Linked DNA regions of Mus musculus: region 1 is linked to region 2. A link is a contact called in public promoter capture Hi-C data. All regions are on one chromosome and are shown on one strand. The core of a region is the stretch at or near the end of the contact, and the rest is flanking DNA. Distances in the headings are between cores, read along the strand shown.

Region 1 (2,966 bases), core at 121-2,620, 2.0 Mb before region 2:
GGCTACCGCTGCGGCTGTTGGAACTGGAGCGCAGCCCATCTTGGAGCCCTGAGGGGAGGGGCCGGTGACGCCGGTGTAGACCGGTTCTTAGGGGACCTAAAGCCCCCCGAGCCGGTAGGACAAGCTCTTCTTCAGCCGACCCAACTTCTCCAGAGGCTCCATCTTCCCAACCGCGCGCCCCAACCCCGTCCCGGATGGGCCTGGAGGTCGTCACAGCGCCCTGTGGCAGCAGCAGCAGAAGCAGAAGCAGAGTTTCCCATCCCCCACCCTCCACCCCTCCCCGTCCCGCCGCTGCGGGAAACCCCCACCGTGGCAGCCCACGCGGGATCGCGAGAGCCCACCCACCCACCCCCCGCCCGCGGTGCCGCGGCACAGCCCTCCTCCAGAGCTGCGCAGCGGCCCCGCCCCCTCCCTGACCTCGCTTCCGCTCCCGCTTGTCCTGCAGCTGCTTCTTCTTCTGCTTCACGCTGAAGGGCTTCTTCCTCGGCATGGCCCCGGAGCCCCGGCCCGCCCTCCGCCGAGCTCCCCGCCGCCGCAACTGACTCCCCGGGGCAGCCCCCGCCGGCGGCCCGGGGCCCTGGGGAGGCGGGGCCGCGGTGACGTCAGCAGCGAGCGGCGGGGAGCGGGGAGCGGGGCGGCGGGGATGCAAGCGGCGGCACGTGAGAGTCCGCGGGTCCGGGATGCACGGTGCGGCGAGCGGGAGACGCGCGTGGGAGGCCCGAGCCGACTCCGTCACGGGCGCTACCAAGTGGCAGTCGCGGGAGGGGGGACGCGTGTCACCGCCGCCCGGCGCTCCCGGGAGCTGCCACTCACCTGGCGGGGGCCGGGCGACGGGGCGAGGACACGCCCCACCGCGCGGCCGCCTGGAGAGGATGGCCCCTGGCGGGAGAGCCGGGACTGCGCTGGCTGCCCGGTGGACTGGCTGCCCCGTGGACTGGCCTGCGGCAACAGGACTCGGTAAGGAGATTGCGGAAGAGGCAGGTTCACTGGCCACACGTGCGAGCGCGGGTGAGGAGGAAAAGCGAGCGGGACAAGGACTTTTGGAGAGAGGTCAGAGAGCACGGAGTTGTGGCTGTAGTTGTTGCCATGGTAACTGGGGCCCGGATGTGGCGACCTTAGGATGCGACAGGCCTCTCGCGTGCCGCCAGAGTCCCGAAGCCTGTCCGGTGTCTCACTGGAATGGGGTGGTGCTTTCCCACGTGGAGAGGAACTGCACAAGGGGGAGCAAAGCTTCCCCACGCGCGCGGCGGGGTGAGCGAGGCACCTTGTAGGAGCGAACGGCCGCGGCACATCCACGACCTCCCGGAAGTGGCATGGTGGGCGCCTCGGTCACCCGGCCCATCGCCCACCCGGAAGCGGAAGGAAAGCTAGTGTGCCCCTTCCTCACTGCCCTCCAAATCTTGCTGCAGCCATTGCCGCAGCCGCTATGCCGAAACGAAAGAAGCAGGACCAGCCGCCGCCGCTGCCGCAGCAGCAGCAACATCTCGCACTGTCTGAGCGGGACGAGCCTGGAGATGAGGAGGATGAGCGCCCCATGGGTGAGGGGCAGGGCGTGCACACGCCTGTCAGCCGGCCAGGGGGCTAGGATAGAATGAAATGCGGGGGAGGAGGTGCCAACGGAAGGAGGAAGGGCGCACGCGTGGAGGTGGGGTGGGACGTGGTGGGGGAGGGATGCTGGTGGAACCTGGATTGAGGGCTTCGCTTGCTTGAACCCTCAACCTCAATCTGGCTCCTAATCCTTTCTGGAGAAGGCAGGGGAGGTGGCGGCTCGGCTAAACATCTGGCTTGCGCAACCGCAGAATGGCGGGGGGAGAGGGGTGGCAGCGATGTTACAGATTGTGATGATCGGGAAGACAATTTGTGACCACACTTCCACTGGTTAGGTCAACCTTCTGTGAACTACTCCCCCGAGGGAAGGAGAGGAGAAAAAAACTATGATGGGCCAACAGTTAAGGTGAGGGATTGGGGTACGTGGAATCACTGGCATGTTGTGGATGCAGCACTGTGAGGAAAGAGCTGTTAGAGACCTCTGTTACCCTCTGATGGACTCTCAAACAACTCTGCAGAGGGACGGGCAGATGGACGGGGTGAGAGTTTGCGGCACTGCTGAGTGGATATATGACTTACCTGGTTAAAAACTGAGTGTTATAAGACCACGTAAGGACGAGGTGATCAGTCCTTTGCACCGTTCTGATGGCTGTTTTCTCACGTCTGCTCTTAGGACCACCCAGCCTTCTGGGCCCTCCCCCCATGGCTAACGGGAAGCCTGGTGATCCCAAGTCAGGTGAGGAGAAATTGGGCCCTGATTCATGTTTTAAGCCCTGGAGAAGGGATGGACCCCTAAAGACTTAAACAAAAGCCCAGGGATTGTGTGTACCTAAATGAGGGATCATATATTAACCGTTTGGAAATACGGTGTTGTCAAAATGTTACTTTCCTTCCAGATTAACTCCTAGGTCTGTCTTTATTTGTGTGTAGAAATAAATGTTCTCCATTATAGAGGCTCTAAATGGGACACTACCAAGACCAAAGTGAGAGGGCATAGCAAGATTTAGTGAAAAGCTGCAGTAGCTATGACATTGTGGTTTTCACAGAATGTCAACATAAGTTCTTAACATGTGGAAGGATCAGGAGTTCCTGGCCAGCCTCTCCTGCAATAGCAAATTTGAGACCGGCTAGCCTAGGCTACATGAGACCCTATCTGAGTGCAATCGGAGGCCTGTAGATATATGAACACAGAATTCTGTGTAAAGATGAAATCAACGAAGTGGTTCTGTCAGTAAACAAAGTTGTCTCAATTGGACTTTTTTTGTGTGTAAAACTATGAACTTTGACTTTGTAATAGTCGTACCAAATAAAAACACCAATTCTAAGCAGATTGTAAAATAAACATTCTTATAAAAAGTTAACCATGTCTCATGGTCTTAGAGTAGGTAAGCGTTTGTAAACAGCACACAGACCAGGCA
Region 2 (2,916 bases), core at 277-2,776:
TATCTGTACATTAAGAAAAAAGCCAGCCGGGGGGTGGTGGTGCACGCCTTTAATCCCAGCACTTGGGAGGCAGAGGCAGGCGGATTTCTGAGTCCGAGGCCAGCCTGGTCTACAGAGTGAGTTCCAGGACAGCCAAAGCTACAGAGAAACCCTGTCTCGAAAAAAAACCAAAAAAATAAAAATAAATTAAAAATAAAAACACACACACATACAAAAGAAAGAAACCATAGAGGGTAATCTACTGGGGTCATGTAATATATTTCTAAAGAATAAAGGGGTCTACTTTGCTCCCACCCCATGTCAGCACTTACCATCCACTTCATCCAAGATGAATTCATCAGAGGTGATGTCCAACTCTCCAAGTTGTAGGGGTTCTTGGAGTCCAGAACCCCCCCCCTGAAGAGGGACAGGTTAATGAATGTGGGATACAGAAAGAGATGTTGGAAACAAAACATAATCGGGTATCCTTAATCCTCCAAGTGAGGTGGGGGGTGCTTTGGGGGGTGGGGGGTGCCGGAGTAAGTGGGTCAAAGATTCTGATGCGTTCAAATCTACAATCTTGGGCTACTGAGAATATCAGGCAATTCATGGAGTTGCTGGAGTTGTTCAAATGAGAAAAAACTAGGACTAGTCAAACTTGCCTTTGAATTTAGGACCTCAGTTTCCAGCTATTCCAGGTGATCCCTGAGGGAATTCCAGAGGCTAAAATCGCCAGCTTACATAGTGTTTACCCCTGTGTCTGGTACACCATTTAACATGCTCATTCGGCTAATCCTAACGACCACCTATAAGGTATGTCCTAACAGCGTTTGCACTGTAAAGGTGTGGGAAGTTTTGGCACCGAAAACACAGCATAGCTTTCAAGCGGTGGGGCTGGAGGTGGGACCCCGGGCAAATTGGTTCCAGAGGCCACGTTCTTAACCTTTTACGCTAAACACTAAAATTTTTTTCTACTAAAAATCGTGAACAGGAAGCTGACACTGTCCCTGGGGCTTGGGTTTCAGCCACTTTGGTCCCTACGAAGGCTAGGTCACCATCACCCGTGGCAAGACGGCTCCGAACCTCTTGTCTAAATGGAGCCTACGCCTGAGGAGAGGGACAACCTGACGATACTCCGGAGGACCTACAGCCCCGTGCTCTCACCAGCGGGCCCTCCTCCTCCTCTACATCTGAGGCCCCAGCCCGCAACACCAGCTCCCGGGCAGCGGCCGCCATGGTCGCTGCGGCTGCCATTCCCCCGCAGCTTCACTTCCGACTTCCGGCAGCTGTCAGTCTCAGAAAGTCCGTTTCCCGAAGCAAAGCTACAAGTCCTGGAATGTCTTCTATGGAGCAAAAAAGGGTCCCAGATATTTGAGCTAAGGCGATCGGCTCCAGCCTCTCCGGTTAGGCTTTGATCATTTCGGTCAAGTGCAAACAGGAAGGTGAACGTCTCGAACACAACTCTGTTCCGGAACCTTCGCTCCGCGCCCACACAAGAACGGTACGACGACAGAGAAGGCCGAACCGGAAGTTATAGCTCCGGTCCCTTCCAAAACTGTCTCAATACAACTCCTCCCTTAGGGGGAGACGGGGAGAGAAGCAATTTCCGGAAGTGGACCTCCGGGGATAGCCCCGCCTCTTCCGCCAGGAATCTATATAAGACTTATACGTCACTTCCGCTCTCTCTTCCACAGGAGGCCTACACGCCGCCGTCTGTGCCGCCGCCATGGTAAGAGCGGAATCCGCGCCGGGATCCTGCGACATCGGAGCCGGGGCAGGGAGAGATTTCCGTCAGGACTCAGAGAGTGCCCCATGCTGCGGGCCCACAGCCCTCTGTGGAGCGATGGAGTGTGACCCGAGAGGGGACGACCTAAGACGTGAAATCCCGGGGATCGGGGCCCCGAGGAATGCTCGCTCCTCTTACACAGCAAAGCTGCCAGGAGCTTGGCTGTGTGTGGGCTCCTCCCGCTTCCCCTGTCCAGGGAATTGGGGGCCGCGGCCGACGTCCACCCTCTTGTCAGAGGTTGCGATTTCCCGCGCCTGAGCGCGTTAGGGGTGAGCCCCGGTGACTGAGGAGTTGTGTAAGAACTTAGCAGACAATCCAACCCTGCCTCGGCCACCTTCCCGGTTTGGGGGTAACCTGTCTTGATAACTGCCCGTGTTCTTTCAGTCTCTAGTGATCCCTGAGAAGTTCCAGCACATTTTGCGAGTACTCAACACCAACATCGATGGGCGGCGGAAAATAGCCTTCGCCATCACTGCCATTAAGGTAAAAGTGTTAGGGGCAAAAGAGAAGCAGCTAAACTCACCCAACCCGTTTCAATAAAAGCCTGATGATGACCCAGGGTTAAACCAAAACATTGCTCCAGGGGTAGTGGGGTGTGAGTGTAGTCATGTCCCACCTTGCAGAGGTTTCCCGAGATCTTCAGCTTCCGAGAGCAGTCTCTGCTGTCAGCAAACCTTGAGTAGAATTCCTGTAAACTAACATCCTAAGAGGTGTCCAGGCTTAGCGGTGATGGTTGGGGGTGGTCTGCAGAAGCTATTGGCAGATGCCACAGTGGAAGGTGACACAGAAGCTGGCAGTTTTCCCCATTATGGCAAAAAGGGAGGTCGTAGGAGGAAGCTGGGATGTTTCTCTGCAGAGCTAAAAGTCTTGTAGACAGGGACAGGACTTGAAGTTGGTGATTTGAGGAGTTGCTGGTCAGGTGTGTTCAGCCATGAGACCTGTCAGTGGTGGGACCTTGTGGGATGCTAGGGTATAGATGGAACTGGGTGGCTGCTGAGAGGTTTGAAGGAGGCCTGGGGAGCCGAGGTAATGTCAGGTGGACATAAAAGTTGGAGTAAATTTTTTTAACCTTGTGAAGTCTCACTTTTAAGTCCTTGCCATGTTGACTTTTTTTAATTCTGCACTTTGGCAAACAATGATAGCACAGCAGG

Evidence for each region. Promoter capture Hi-C pulls out the DNA fragments that hold promoters and counts their contacts.
Region 1: a contact with region 2 is called in a promoter capture Hi-C map of hippocampal neurons, with 2.2 times the contacts expected there. The contact joins the promoter of Prr3 here to the promoter of Vps52 in region 2. A contact is called at or near these places in 3 of 39 promoter capture datasets (cranial neural crest, embryonic stem cells and hippocampal neurons), 1 of 115 datasets of contacts at active chromatin or transcription factors (embryonic forebrain) and 1 of 9 other capture datasets (liver).

Annotation. Positions count from the first base shown.
Region 1 is chr17:35,977,699-35,980,664 of GRCm38.p6, reverse strand. Prr3 (proline-rich polypeptide 3) reads left to right here and starts at 1,370. Exons shown (of 4, transcript NM_145487.4): 1 at 1,370-1,538; 2 at 2,222-2,284. The coding sequence starts at 1,427. Gnl1 (guanine nucleotide binding protein-like 1) reads right to left here and starts at 710. Exons shown (of 12, transcript NM_008136.2): 1 at 418-710; 2 at 1-48. The coding sequence starts at 490.
Region 2 is chr17:33,954,410-33,957,325 of GRCm38.p6, reverse strand. It overlaps Vps52 (VPS52 GARP complex subunit), which reads right to left and starts at 1,526. Exons shown (of 20, transcript NM_172620.4): 1 at 1,144-1,526; 2 at 312-396. The coding sequence starts at 1,233. Rps18 (ribosomal protein S18) reads left to right here and starts at 1,661. Exons shown (of 5, transcript NM_011296.3): 1 at 1,661-1,708; 2 at 2,150-2,248. The coding sequence starts at 1,706.